Regions from separate parts of the Mus musculus genome. Here regions 2, 3, 4 and 5 are each linked to region 1. Evidence: chromatin contacts called from public Hi-C and promoter capture Hi-C data. All regions are on one chromosome and are shown on one strand. Each heading gives the region's core, a stretch centred on a gene start, on an enhancer-like site or on the middle of the called end of the contact. The rest is flanking DNA. Distances are from core to core; before and after follow the strand shown.

Evidence for each region. Promoter capture Hi-C pulls out the DNA fragments that hold promoters and counts their contacts. Hi-C and Micro-C count contacts between places; a contact is called where the count stands out from the background.
Region 2: a Hi-C map of B cells shows a contact between it and region 1, with 8 read pairs. The contact joins the promoter of Rars here to the promoter of Npm1 in region 1. A contact is called at or near these places in 2 of 39 promoter capture datasets (embryonic stem cells and pre-B cells), 3 of 484 Hi-C or Micro-C datasets (B cells, CD4 T cells and pre-megakaryocyte-erythroid progenitors), 2 of 115 datasets of contacts at active chromatin or transcription factors (embryonic stem cells and extraembryonic endoderm stem cells) and 2 of 9 other capture datasets (adipose tissue and liver).
Region 3: a contact with region 1 is called in a promoter capture Hi-C map of embryonic stem cells, with 3 times the contacts expected there. The contact joins the promoter of Fbll1 here to the promoter of Npm1 in region 1. A contact is called at or near these places in 2 of 39 promoter capture datasets (embryonic stem cells and pre-B cells), 1 of 115 datasets of contacts at active chromatin or transcription factors (large pre-B cells) and 2 of 9 other capture datasets (adipose tissue and liver).
Region 4: a Hi-C map of CD4 T cells shows a contact between it and region 1, with 5 times the contacts expected there. The contact joins the promoter of Erlec1 here to the promoter of Npm1 in region 1.
Region 5: a Hi-C map of CD4 T cells shows a contact between it and region 1, with 10 times the contacts expected there. The contact joins the promoter of Chac2 here to the promoter of Npm1 in region 1. A contact is called at or near these places in 1 of 484 Hi-C or Micro-C datasets (CD4 T cells) and 1 of 115 datasets of contacts at active chromatin or transcription factors (pro-B cells).

The regions. Positions count from the first base shown.
Region 1 is chr11:33,161,895-33,164,627 of GRCm38.p6, reverse strand. Npm1 (nucleophosmin 1) reads left to right here and starts at 1,422. Exons shown (of 11, transcript NM_008722.3): 1 at 1,422-1,706. The coding sequence starts at 1,649.
Region 2 is chr11:35,833,216-35,835,948 of GRCm38.p6, reverse strand. Rars (arginyl-tRNA synthetase) reads left to right here and starts at 1,421. Exons shown (of 15, transcript NM_025936.3): 1 at 1,421-1,512; 2 at 2,643-2,733. The coding sequence starts at 1,468.
Region 3 is chr11:35,797,537-35,800,269 of GRCm38.p6, reverse strand. Fbll1 (fibrillarin-like 1) reads left to right here and starts at 1,386. Exons shown (of 1, transcript NM_001004147.3): 1 at 1,386-2,733. The coding sequence starts at 1,836.
Region 4 is chr11:30,952,780-30,955,512 of GRCm38.p6, reverse strand. Erlec1 (endoplasmic reticulum lectin 1) reads left to right here and starts at 1,382. Exons shown (of 14, transcript NM_025745.3): 1 at 1,382-1,599. The coding sequence starts at 1,438. It overlaps Asb3 (ankyrin repeat and SOCS box-containing 3), which reads right to left and starts at 1,115. Exons shown (of 10, transcript NM_023906.3): 1 at 944-1,115.
Region 5 is chr11:30,984,966-30,987,698 of GRCm38.p6, reverse strand. It overlaps Chac2 (ChaC, cation transport regulator 2), which reads left to right and starts at 1,334. Exons shown (of 3, transcript NM_026527.3): 1 at 1,334-1,587. The coding sequence starts at 1,453. The region is part of intron 1 of Asb3 (ankyrin repeat and SOCS box-containing 3); the gene reads right to left.

The DNA of each region.
Region 1 (2,733 bases), core at 173-2,672:
TCAGTGACAACTAAGGCACCTAAAGTTTCGGGGAGGCAGGAAGAACTGAGTCTCTGTGTAGTCCTGCCTATCCTGGAACTTGCTCTGTAGACCACTGGTCTTGAACTCCTGATCCACTTGCCTGTGCCTCCAGAGTGCTGGGATTAAACCAGCATGAGCTGCATTTAAATAAGCTTCAGAATCCAGAAACAATCAAACTGTCTGGCTTGCACAGGCTCAAGGGGTATCAATGCTTCCTCCTGCACCTTCTCAGTTTGGATGGTCAAATTCTGTTCACCCGTTCTTTCCCACACTATACCCAGTCTATCTCTGTTTATTTTATTATTATTATTATTTTGGTTTTTCGAGACAGGGTTTCTCTGTATAGCCCTGGCTATCCTGGAACTCACTCTGTAGACCAGGTTGGCCTCGAACTCAGAAATCCGCCTGCCTCTGCCTCCCGCAAACTGGGATTAAAGGCGTGCGCCACCACGCCCGACTTTTTTTTTTTTTTTCTCTGTTTATTTACACACACAATTCTTCCAAGTTTCATGATTTTTTCCTTATAGTTGCAAACTGAAATTCACATATTGACAGATATCTCCGAATTTAGGATTTGATACGTAATGGGCTCACATGCATTTATATCTGACACGTCTCTGGAGTCTACAAACATTGGTACCATTATCTACATTCCTCCCCCAAATTCTTAAATATGCTAGCTCCATGTTGAGATAAAAAGATTAGGGCCGCTGTCAGAAAGCACCCAACGCTGAGGGATGTTCGTCAGGATTCATTTTAAAGCGCTAATTCCCAGCCGAAGATTCGTATTAAGGCTCATGAATTTCTAAAAAAGCGATAGGCCTTCATTTGGAATGATGAAGACGGCCTGCGTTTTCTCAGTTCTGCACGCTCTAAAGTTTTAGAAAGATGCTCTTTGGAGGCGACTGACTGGGTTTCTCTTTGGTCCCCAAATGACATAAAGCTGATAATTTTCGTTTTGAAAATGCTGCCTCAGAAAAGAGGTGCAAAAGCATGGCTGCGGGGAAAGTAGCCTAGATCCAGCCACTCCGCCCTGGGCTCCTGAAGCTACGTGAAAACGAAGAGCAAGCCTTCGAGCAAGCCAAATCCTGAGGTGATTATGCTTGTTCCAGGCCTACGGGGAACGGAGGGTGGAGAAAAGAGACGCTCTGTGGTTCCCTGGCTGCAGCCGCCATCTTTCAGGGTGGGCTGCGCACGCTCTCGGCCCTGGGCCCGCGAGCACGAGCGGAGAAGACGTGGAAGCCCTGAAAACCCAGAGCGAGGCCACAAAGAGAAAACGCGCCTGCGCTTGGGCGACAGTAGTGGAGGGACGGGGCCAGAGACGAACGCGCGTGCGCAGTGAGAGCCCGCCAAGCACCTGGAGGAGGAGGGGGGCGAGGTACCTAGGCGTGAGGATGAAAGGCGCACGCGCAAAAGCGCGACTGTGCGGGGAGTGGGAGGGATCCAGAGGAGGCTCGCGGAGGCAGGACTAGCGCAGATCTCGCGAGATCTCCTGCGACCATATATACGTGCGGAGAGCCCGCGTCCTTTCCTTGGCGTGATTCCGTCCTGCGCGTCTGTTCTGTGGAACAGGAGGCAGTTGTTTTCCGTCCGGCTTCTCCCACACCGAAGTGCGCGCCTCCACCTCATGGAAGACTCGATGGATATGGACATGAGTCCTCTTAGGCCTCAGAACTACCTTTTCGGTAACTGACTGGAGGGGGAAGCGTGTGCAGGGCCTGGTGATGGGGGGGGGGGCGGGAGCCCAGCCGAGGCCTGGCGTGTGGGGAACGCGGCGTAGGTGGAGGCCGGAGAGCAAGGAGGAATCTCCCAGGCCTTAGAAGCAGCGGCCTGAACACTAGGAAAGCCGCCGGAAAATGGGGCGGGAGCGGCCCAGCCTGTAGCCTCGGGTGTTAGGAGCGGCCGGCCGGCCGGCGAGGGTGCGACCTTGCCTGTGGCGCGAACTTGAGAGGCGTTTCTCCTGTGCACGAAAGCCCGCACGGTCGCTTCCGAGCTCCTTTTTTTCCTCTTGTGTTGAGCCACGGCAGGCGGCACGGGAGAAAGGGGCCTGTGGAGCGAGGCGAGGCCTACCTCCGCCCTGTTGGGGAGGATACATCTGCAGGCGCTGGGCTTTCCAGGGGCCGCATCTTGTATTCTGTGGCGACCGAGGGCTTCGCCCAGTAACGGGGAATGGTCCGAGCAGGCGCCCTGAGGCAGAAGGGGCAGCAACCCCTAGGAGCACGTGGTTGCCACGTGGTTGGGGGTTAGGGAGGGGGTGTGGGCTCTACATCCGGGCTCTCCGACTCTAGCCAACCTTCAGCCGTGGGATCTTGTGGCTTAGTTAAAAGTTCTGGGAGGGAAATGTTTATTTCATAGCCCGTGGCGTATGGGTTTTTGAGATCTTTGTTCATATCTTTCAGTATCCACAGTGATGGAGCCCCCCCTTTTTAATTTGCCTCTGGTAGGCGGAGTCAGCATCACGTTGCAGATAGCTGTACTGATGGCCCACGTGGCTTAATGTTAGGAGTACCCTTAAATCATCTACCTGGCTCTATCTAGAACTACTTTTTCTTGGGGTGGGGAGAGGGAAGGATCTGTTGAACAGACAAGATTCGCTTTAGCATCAAGGCTTTTGGGGATCACATCTATAGTCTTGCTGCCTACCCTACACCCAGTTTTTGTTTAAAAGAATCAGTTTGTTTTTCAGTGATTCACGTTTTAGCTTTTTAACAG
Region 2 (2,733 bases), core at 172-2,671, 2.7 Mb before region 1:
GCAATCACAGTGTTGTGTGTGTGTGTGTGTGTGTGTTTTTAACATTTTTTTATGTGCTGTGGTGATAGCCAAGTGCCTTAATGCAGCATTTTCTCAAAGTGGGTATAGGTACCACTGGTGACAATATAGAAAACTATAGGCCCGGAGAGGCAGCAGATGTAATCCCAGAACACAGGAAATGCTTGAGTTTTAGGCCAGCCCGCTCTACCTAGCAAAAAGAAAACACAGGTAGATATGGCTGCATTCTTTATTATCTATAATAATATGTTGATTGTTTTTGAAAGTTTATCTATTTTATGTATATGGGTGTTTTGTCTGCATGTATGCTTGCACACCAGGAGAGAGCATCAAATCCCAGGGAACTACATGTTCATAGGTGAGTGTGAGCTGCCATGTGAATACTGGGATCAAACTAGGACCTCTGGGGGAAAAAAAAACAGCCAGTGCTCTCAACCACTGAGCCACCTCTCAAGTCCTATATTTATTTAATATGTAGCATCTTTAGCCCACACACTCAGCCCATGGATTCATAGATATTATTGTTTAGGATGAAGATAAGTAAATTTTAACGTGAACTAAATCCATCTTGGTGGTAAAACCACGTTACCACGACCCTTGGAAGGTGGAAAGAAAAAGATCAGAAGTTCAAGACAAAAGATCAGAAGCTCAGCTAAATGCAAGACTACCCTGGGCTACATCTTTCAAACGAACAGAAGAGCCTGAGAGATGCTCCAAGAGGCTGCCTGGCTCAAGTCATTGTACCACCTTCCTTTCTTGGTAATTAAAACATTGTTTGCCTGGTAAGGAGGCTGAGGCAGGAGGATGGAGAGTCAAAGGTCAGAGTGGAATACAAAAAGTCTACACATGCACATGTGCGCGTGCACGCGCGCACTACACATACAATGAAAAGGAAAGCCATTGTTTTCTCTTTCCCCTTTCAGGCAGTCTCCATTAGTTTAAGGACCTTTTTTTATCATACATTCTAAACATCTTCACATCCTGGAGAGAGTATCTAGCACCTTAATGTGAACAACAACAAAAATGCCTGTTTAACAGAGGGATGAGTTGCAGGCAGTGGTGGCGCATGCCTTTAATCCCAGCACTTGGGAGGCAGAGGTAGGTGGATTTCTGAGTTCGAGGTCAGCCTGGTCTACAGAGGGAGTTCCAGGACAGCCAGGGCTAGAAACCCTGTCTCGAAAAAAACAAAAACAAAAAACACAAAAAATCAAAACAAAAGAGGGATGGGTTCTGTGCCCATGCCCGCGCCATGCCTCCAAGCAGAGGGTAGGTTGCTTTGGCCTGCTCCCCGCCTCTCTCGCAGTGTCTCCTGGATCCCGTTAGGGGGCAGCAGAGGGCGCGCCCTGAAAAACCAAAAACAGTGACTTACCCGGGTAGGAATTTCCGTTTCCGGCCCAAACTAGACACTTCCGCTTCCGGCCGCTTGGCATGTGAGTCGCTGACGAGAGGATGGACGGTCTGGTGGCTCAGTGCTCCGCGCGGTTGCTGCAGCAGGTTTGTCCCTGGGCGGGGCGGAGGGCTCTGGAGCGGGCGGCGGCGGGGCAGAGTCCGCAGTGGCTTCCACAGGCGGCCGCGGCGACCCCAGTCCGGGACCTCGGGGCTTGCGAAGCCTTGCTGCTCCGCTGGCCCTTTCCTCTTGGCCGGGTCGTGCGACTGTCACTCAGAGAAGAGAGGGTGGACAGCGAGCGAGGCTCACTCTGCTGGTCGCCCAGGCCAGGTTAGAGCAGGACAGGTGTGCCCTGAGACCCAGCCGGAAACTTCCCAAGAAGCCGCCAGTGTTGGTCTGGAACAGTGTCACAATTTTGAAAAACGAAAGTAAGACCAGCCCCTTTTCTTTTTCGGGCCTAGACACTAGCGTTAGGAACTCAGTTTGTCTAAGTCTTCCCTGGACAATAACTGCTTTTATGCAAATCATCCCCGAGGTGCAAAATAAATGGACAAGCTCTTTACTGCTGAGTCCAGTGAATAGTAGCAGATCTTGGAGAGATGGGGAAAAAAAAAACCATATATATATGAAGTTTACGTAGACCCAGAAAAGGCAAAGACGGACACTTGAGTGATTTCGAATATGACAAAAGATGGATTGACTCCTTTTTGTCTCGGGATCTAACCCAGAGCCAAGGCCTATGTGTGGCAAGCAGCACTGAGGGGTGCAAGTCCCCAACTCCTACTGATGTTTGTTGGTTTGTTTTGTCGTTTTTGATTTGGTTTGGTTTTTTTTAGTCCCAAGTCATTAGATTTAGCAACACAGGTAGTAAAGCCAGAAACTTGTACTCTGACTAAATCAGGATGCACCTAGCTAAAGAAGAGACTTCCGTGTTTGACTCTGGCCCTGGACTTTCAACTCACAGCCTCTCAACTGCTAGGACTGGAGATGTGTACTGCCATGCACACTTGGCTGAGTTATATTCTCTGCCCCGCAGTCCCTCATCCCCAGCACACACATGTGAACTCAGTTCCATCTCATAAAGGATGATTGCTGACGTCAGTAAAATCATTGCAAAGTCCATTCTCATTTTTCTACCCCACATGTTGTGGAGAGCGAAATGAGGAAGTCTGTGGTAAGGTTTGCCATTATCCGGGAAGCATTTGTTTGACCTGGAAAAGTTGCCTTTCCCTTACAGGAAAGGGAGATTAAGGCTCTGACTGCTGAGATCGACCGGCTGAAGAACTGTGGCTGCTTGGAAGCTTCTCCAAGTTTGGAACAGTTACGAG
Region 3 (2,733 bases), core at 137-2,636, 2.6 Mb before region 1:
AAATGAAACTTACCCACACAATGCAGGACAATCTGTTTTACTTGACAAATGTAAATGATAACCTCATCCAATCACTGCCCAGAAACAACCAGAATAATATTTGATTAAGTATCTGAGCATCCCATGGCCAATTCAAATATATGCAAAAACTAGTCATTACAAGGTCTGATTGGTGGAAACACAACCAAGACAGCAAATGTAACTCATTTTAGAGAATACTCTTCAAATTGTAATTAGAGTGTTTCCCACGAACAAGCTATCACAGGAATCCTGCATTTCTTCCTCTGCCACCTTCTCTATATCCTCATGCAGACTTGTGGCCCTCATCAAGAAAGTCTTATAATACTCAGGGGTGAACAGCCCTGCCATTGCTGTCTGTGGATGTGAGACAGGAGAGGAGATTAATGTGTGCACATATGGGGAGTTAATATCCTCTCCCTGTGTCATGTTCTAGTTCTTAGGTGCATTCCACTGAAGAAATATAGTTTTTAGCTTGGCTAATGTGCACCAAAGCTATTTGCAAAAGCTTTTCCCTTCCCCCTGCTGCTTGAGGAATTTTCCCTTTCCCTGCCAATATAAGCAAGTTCAATAGTTCAATACCACCCGGGCCCTTCCCCATCTGAGAGGACTGACTAAGAGGTCATGATGACCACAGTTGACCAGAGCAAGATTAGCAGTTCTCAAAAATTAGCTATAACACAGATAACAGTCCTTGGAAATCCTGCCTCAGTTTGAATTCCACAATAAACCACATACTGTCCTAACCTTGCTGACGAAGTTTTCTGGCACATCAACAGCTGATCACTAAAATTAAAAATACACTATTGCTTTGCTAGCCAATAATGATATCACTGTGAGGTGCCCCCCTTTCAAAGATTATAAAAAAGATGTACTTTTGACAATCGGGGTTTACTCTCCCTGCGAGGCTGAGCAACGCCCCCCCCCCCCATGGTTTTATTCCACGCACGTTAGAATAAAAACCTCTTGTCATTGTTGCAGCGTTCTGCCGTCAAGCTGTGTGTTTCTGGGGGTCGCGTTCTCAACACTTGGGCCCTTGGGGGCCCAACACCATCTCCCTGGACTTGGCACTTAATTCCACTAACAGGGAGGTCAGACATGTGCTTAGATCAGCTACACAGAAGTCCAGCTTGGCCCCAAAGCCACCAATAGTGGTCAGAAGAGACGTGTTTGAGGTAGCTGTCCCTGGTGCTGACTGGACGCTAAAGCCTATGTAGGGACGTCTGGGTTTCTATCCGCGGTGCTGCCCATTTCTTCCTCCAGTTCCTCAAGGTTTGGATGAAAGAATGGTTTTTAAAGCACAGACGAAACATCGAAGTAATTTCCTTTTTTTTTTTTTTTCTGAAGTAAGTGCCATATGATTTAGGTTACACATAGGTTTCCTGCTGACACACGGGAGAGCAAGAAACTAAGAAACTCAAGGACTAGTGGATGCGCGCTTCCCATCTCTCTGCCACAGAGACGCTTGGCCACTGCGAGATCCAGGGAAAGAAGCTGGAGTCCCTGGGAAAGCAGAGAATAAATACCAGCAGACTCGAGAGAAGGCAAAGGGTTACAAGTGAGCAGGCTGTGTCTGCGCGCAGCTGGTGCAGGGGGGCTTCCGGGGCTACAGGGGCTACAAAACGGCTGTGATGCAATCACGCAAGTCACCGCGTCAAAGCGTGGATCCGGGGATGTGCGCACCGCGGCCCCCTGCATCCCGCTGCGGCTAATCCTGCGGGCAGCCGCCGCCAACAATTTGTCCCCATTCCGCAGCAACCGCCCGGGTCCCTCGCGATCCCCGACCACCGCGGCAGTTCCTGAGAGCTGCGGGGGCCATGAAACCCGCGGGCGGCCGCGGCGGCTGGGGCTGGGGTGGCGGCAAGGGAGGCAGCAAGGGAGGTGACACGGGCTCAGGGACCAAAGGCGGCTTCGGGGCACGCACACGCGGCTCCAGCGGCGGCGGCCGGGGCCGGGGACGAGGCGGCGGCGGGGGCGGCGGGGGCGGCGGCGGCGACAGGCAGCGACGCGGCGGTCCAGGCAAGAACAAGAACCGCCGCAAGAAGGGCATCACGGTGTCGGTGGAGCCGCATCGGCACGAGGGCGTGTTCATCTACCGCGGCGCGGAGGATGCTCTGGTCACACTGAACATGGTGCCTGGAGTCTCGGTGTACGGCGAGAAGCGCGTCACCGTGATGGAGAACGGGGAGAAACAGGAGTACCGCACGTGGAATCCCTTCCGCTCCAAATTGGCAGCGGCCATCCTGGGCGGCGTGGACCAGATCCACATCAAGCCCAAGTCCAAAGTGTTGTACCTGGGCGCCGCCTCCGGAACCACTGTCTCACACGTCTCCGACATCATCGGCCCCGACGGCCTGGTCTATGCGGTTGAATTCTCCCATCGCGCCGGCCGCGATCTGGTCAACGTGGCCAAGAAGCGCACCAACATCATCCCGGTGCTGGAAGATGCCCGGCACCCGCTCAAGTATCGCATGCTCATTGGCATGGTGGACGTGATCTTCGCCGATGTGGCCCAGCCAGATCAGTCGCGCATCGTGGCGCTTAACGCCCACACCTTTCTGCGCAACGGAGGCCACTTTCTCATTTCCATCAAGGCCAACTGCATCGACTCCACAGCGTCTGCCGAGGCCGTGTTTGCTTCTGAGGTGAGGAAGCTGCAACAGGAGAACTTGAAGCCACAGGAGCAGCTGACTCTGGAGCCCTACGAAAGGGACC
Region 4 (2,733 bases), core at 133-2,632, 2.2 Mb after region 1:
CAATGGGGCTATAAAGCATTAAAGGCTGCTTGCCTTTTGTAAAACTTACTATCGCTTTGGGGAAGGGATAAAATGGTTTTTTTTTTTTTATTACTGTATAATGAGAAAGTAAGAAACAACTGAGAGAAGTGAGACAATTTTCCTGATCAGATGTAGACTCCATGGATATCAGTAATCCATGTAATTCAGATGTCCTCCTTAAAGCCCCACCTTAATTCACCTTTTGCATGGTGGGCTGTATTTGCTCTATGGCTCCCTTCCTTCTGCCAACAGTAAGAATAAGTTCATTTAGTCTAAATTTGAATTGAGTCTAAGTCTCTTCTCCCAGTGGATTTTAACACCACAACATGGGCAGTCCTTACCAAATGTTCTATGGCAAACACTGTAAAATTATTACACAGGAGATGAAAAAAAATGTGGACATTATTTTCTTTTTTCAAGAAGGGGACAAAAACCAAAACTTTCTGTCTATATTCAGTCTGCTGTAACTTGATTCATAACTTCACATTCACCTGGCTCTGGCCTTGACATAAACTTTCTGGACTTAAGTAAAATAACAACAGTCCAACACTTGAGTCAAGGGAGGGAAAACTTCTCCTGAAGTAAAAATGCAGGACTGTACGCGCCTAGCCACCCAACAAATCTATGCCAAAGTCGAAGGACGTGGCAGGTGTCACTGGGGGTGTCCCCAAACACACAGCATCTGAGACAGACGTGACAACAGTCGCCATCAAAAGAAACTAAGAGAAGCTTCTGGAGAGAAGATGGAGAGTGCAAATAGCAAAAGACTGGAGGGTAGGCAGCTCAGTCGGAACTGTAAGTTCTACTTCGACTCTGCACAGCTCGGTTCTCTACTTGCTTTCTGAGAGCGGGCCGCCGCCCACTCACCCCCAAATCCCGAGAGTCCCTAGCGGCTGGACTGAGCGCGCGGGCCAGGACTCACCTGGCCGGGCCGCTTCGTCCAAGCGCCGTCTCCAGACCCGTTCAACCGGCGTCAGTCCCGGGCCTCTGCGTTTGAGTCCAACCGCTAGGATGCTACAGCAGCAACGCAATGCAACGCGACCCAAGCGCGGGCTTCCGTAGGCCACCGACTCAACAACCCCGGATGTTGATGTGCTGCCTGCCCCGGAAGCGGTGGCCCCAAGCCCTTGTAAGGCGGAGGCGGCTTTGCCCAGCCGTCTGCAAGGAGACGTGGCGGCGGCGGTTGGGTCCCCTGCACTAAGGACGCTTTGTAGTACCTCCTCTTCTTCCTCCTCCTCCTCCTCCTCCTCCTCCTCCTCCTCCTCCTCCTCCTCCTCCTCCTCCTCCTCCTCCTCCTCCTCCTCCTCCTCCCCCTCCTCCTCCCCCTCCTCCTCCCCCCCTTCCTCCCCCTCCTCCTCCCCTCCTCCTGTTCTCCTCTGGTAGAGGAGGTTGTGACGGTGGCTGGAGGACGCGGCAATGGAGGAAGGAGACGGCGGCTTGCGGAGCCTGGTCCCCGGAGGGCCACTGTTGCTGGTTCTGTACGGTCTCCTGGAGGCGTCCGGCGGCGGCCGAGCGCTGCCCCAGCTCAGCGACGACATCCCCTTCCGAGTCAACTGGCCTGGTACCGAGTTCTCTCTGGTCAGTGCCCTCACGAGCCGCAGCCTTCTCCCCTCTTTCTGGCACGAAGCATTCGGGCCAGCCCTCGATTCCTTAGCTTTTTCTTCCAGAACCTTTTTTTCCCAAGCATTTATCGACCCCAAGCCTAAGTGTGTTCGTTCATTCATTAATTCGTTTAGCACACTAAGTGGATATGCCCTCCATACTAACTAGGAGATCAGCGGTCACTTCATCTCCCTCCTTTAAATCTCATTACGTTAGATCTGGCTTCTCTACAGCCCCACTCTGTGGAGGAAGTTTTAGAATTAACTAGCACATCACCCTACCCGCACAACCGTCCAACAGACAGGAGTCCCATCTCTATTCATTCTTTCTCTCCAACACACACTTAAAAACGACGTATACAGCTTCTGAGAATCTTTTCCCTTAAGGCATTTGAGAGGGCTATTTGGTTTGGAAGATATTAGTGAGCTTATATGCGGAATACTACTGGCCATGCAGAATAGACTAGAGGCTTGAATGTATTACCACTATTATTTAGGACTCTAGAACATGAGATTAAAAAGGATTTTATGATCGTTAATTAATGTGTATTGTGTAAAAAGGCAAGAATGAAAGAGCCAGTGGCTGTGAGGCTCCCAATGTGAGAACTGGGAACTGTACTCACCCCTCCGAGAAGAGTAATAATGTGTTTTTAATTTCTGTGGCATCTCTCCAGTCCTAGAATACGAGATTTTGGTGTATAATCTAACAAGAATGGAAATTCAGTTTTGAATGATTGTAGTGCTGAAATGTCTATCCATGTGTAACTACTACAGACAAATTTACCACACACCTAGATCTGGATTCCATTGCCAGCACCGCCAAAAAAGTAAACAAGTGCAAACTAGAACTTAAACAGATCCGCCTGCCACGGCCTCCTGAGGGCGGGGCTTAAAGGTGTGTGCCACAATGTATAGCCTCAATGTATGTATTAATTAGCATTTAAACTTCAATCTATTGCCTTACTAGTTTTCTTTTACAGCCCAAACTTTATCTTTTCTGTTAGATAGGACAACAGTATACAGTTTTTAATTTCCTCCTTATCATTTAAAGATGTTTACACTATTTTGCCTACATCTGAAAATGTGCTTTAACAATCTTCAGTAGAACTGG
Region 5 (2,733 bases), core at 85-2,584, 2.2 Mb after region 1:
GCCAATCAAAGACAAAAAACAAAGCTCTGTTCTTTTTGGGGGGAGGGAGTGTATATATATCACTTAATTTTCAATTTTTGAGAAATTCAAATACATAAAATATTATAATCTTAAGAATACAAAGAACACAACCCAAAGGAAGACTAAGAAAATATGTTTCCCAATAGTCAACAGTGGTTCTACATATTTTCCCACTAGTGTTTTTATCTAAAATTTAAGGTGTCCTGCCATAGTTCTGCAAGAATAGAACTGTCTGATGGGGAGGCAATGAAAATACTTAAGAGTTAAGAAGGAAATCCAGGAAAAACAATACATTTTAAACTAAATATAAGAATTCTCCTCAACCATCCAAATTAAGTGTTCAGTAAAGAATATTCATTATCCTCAAAGTTTCTTATTAAACAAAACAGCAGCCATTCACCTGAGAAAAGAAAAGGATTCTATAAGCAGCACTGTAAAAGCCACTGGTGAAGTAATGTAATGGGAGAGTGCACCTGCTCGTCTCTGAGCCTCCGAGATTAAGACTGAACAAACTGTTCTTTGAAGTTTAAATAAGTGGTAGGTTTCAAAAGTGAGAAAAATGGCTGAGGTGCCTACTTAACATCATAATAGGCACTGACTGCCAAGTTCTTCCTGCATCCTTCGGTCCTGATCTATTTCAGGACCCTCCTGCTGGCATACCCCAACCCCTACTCTAAACTTTTCCATCCCTAGGGCTGGGCTGACCTTCTAGCAGCAGCCCTTTCCTATATAATCCAACCAAATCCCTTTTGAGCCTCCAGGCTGCTGCACCTAGTCCCTCTCTCTCATCTTTCTTTCCCTCCCTCTTCTCACATGGCACAGCTCAGTTTGGTCCTGCCCACTGTGAACTGTTCCAGATGTCTCTTACTGTATAAAAACCTCTCTCCTTCATCATGCTTAAACAGTCCCGTTCTTCCCCCCCTCCCCCCAATCTGATAAGCAACTTCCATTAGAATCCAGTTGCTTTTTCACACACATAAAACTACTGTTTTGCTTCTATTTAAAAGCAAAGGACACAGGACTTGGTCATACAGATATTATACTTCCGGGATCTGCCACTCTGGCTGCTGTTTGATGTGGGCAGCTAGCCAATTTTCAAAGCACAACAAAATGACTACGTGCTAATTGTGGTGCCCTATAAGACAGGAGTCCTGCCTTTTCTCCTCTTTCAATTCTCACTAGAAAAAAAGGTGGGAGGGGTGCTGCTCCAACTCGAGAGTCGTAAAACTCTAAAGAATTGTGGGTAATGTAGTCCCCTGCCTCCCATTCCCTACCCCCACCCCTCCCGCACCATAGAAGCTCTGAAAACCCAGTGTGCTTTGCGCCGCACATCAGGCGAAGCCAGAGCGCCTGGCACTGCCCCAGCAGCCGGTTACTCCCCTCGGTAGCAGTCTCGTTCTGAAGTCCGAGTGCCGGTCAGGGTCCAGAAAGATGTGGGTGTTTGGTTATGGGTCCCTCATCTGGAAGGTGGACTTCCCCTACCAGGACAAGCTGGTTGGTTACATCACAAACTACAGTCGGCGCTTCTGGCAAGGTAGCACGGACCACCGCGGGGTCCCAGGCAAGGTAAGGAGCCAGCGCCTCATGCCCACCTACCCAGCAGAGCACTGGAACAGGATAAAGCTCTCAACTTCATTGGCCACCTGCCCTTGCCTCTCTCAAGAAGTGGATATCCTTAGGCCGCTTCAGAAGCCAGTAATTAGTTTCTAAAGCAGAAAGCACGGGCACAGGGAGCTCGCCCAAGGCTGAAGTGGCCAGGACAGCACCCTTATCTTGGCAACCTCTGCCACCCCACAAAATAATAAAGTTGAATTTTCATGTCACCACATGGTCAGTGTGTAAATTCGTTGATATGTCTATATTATGCCAGGTTTTTACTGGTCTGAATTTATATGTGCCTGTAAATTTCCAATTTATGTTTCCAATGTTTTAGTTTTAAAATGCCTAAGATCATGAAAGAACTAGTTTCCAGTCATTCCAATTTTTATGCCCATGGTGATTTTTTGATTGAGAGGTATAAGCAAAGTTATGTGAGGTTTGCAGTTCGTTCTGAGTAATGAATTGAAAATCTCCATTATTTGAATGTTCCTTCTCCATAGTTCTCTTGAATTATTAATGTAAATACAAATCATTGGATCTGTTTTTCAGTTCGGTCATATAAAGCATTCAGCTCTCCAGGGGTTCAGAGTGTTAGAAGCAGCTCACTATTTGCCTTGGCTACAAAAAAAAAAAAAAAAAAAAAAAAAAAATCTGTGGAAAAAAAAAGTTAAACAAGTATGAACTAGTAACTTGTTTGGTTAATATCTAACCTTTGGTTTTGAATGTTCCTGTGTTCTCCAACATACTCTTAAAATTAGCCTAGTCTGCTGGTACAAAATTGTAATCCAAAAGAATATCACAAGTTCAATACTGGCCTGGACCTCAAGCTCAGAAACAAGTCTGGGAATATAGCTTAGTAGTAGAGTTCTTACCTAGTGCATGCAAGGCCCTGCCCGAGTTCAATTCCCAGCACCATTTTTAAAAAATACTCTAAAGCATAATATTCTGAAATACTGGAAACCAAGTATCAGAAGAGATTTTAGGAAAGGGAAAGATCACAGTGTGTACCTGCTCAAAAGATACAGGCTTTAAATCAGGAAGAGCATCTGAGGTAGAACCATTCTAACTACAGTTTGTCAATTTAGAATTAAGGTAGACTTTCCTGGCCTGGTG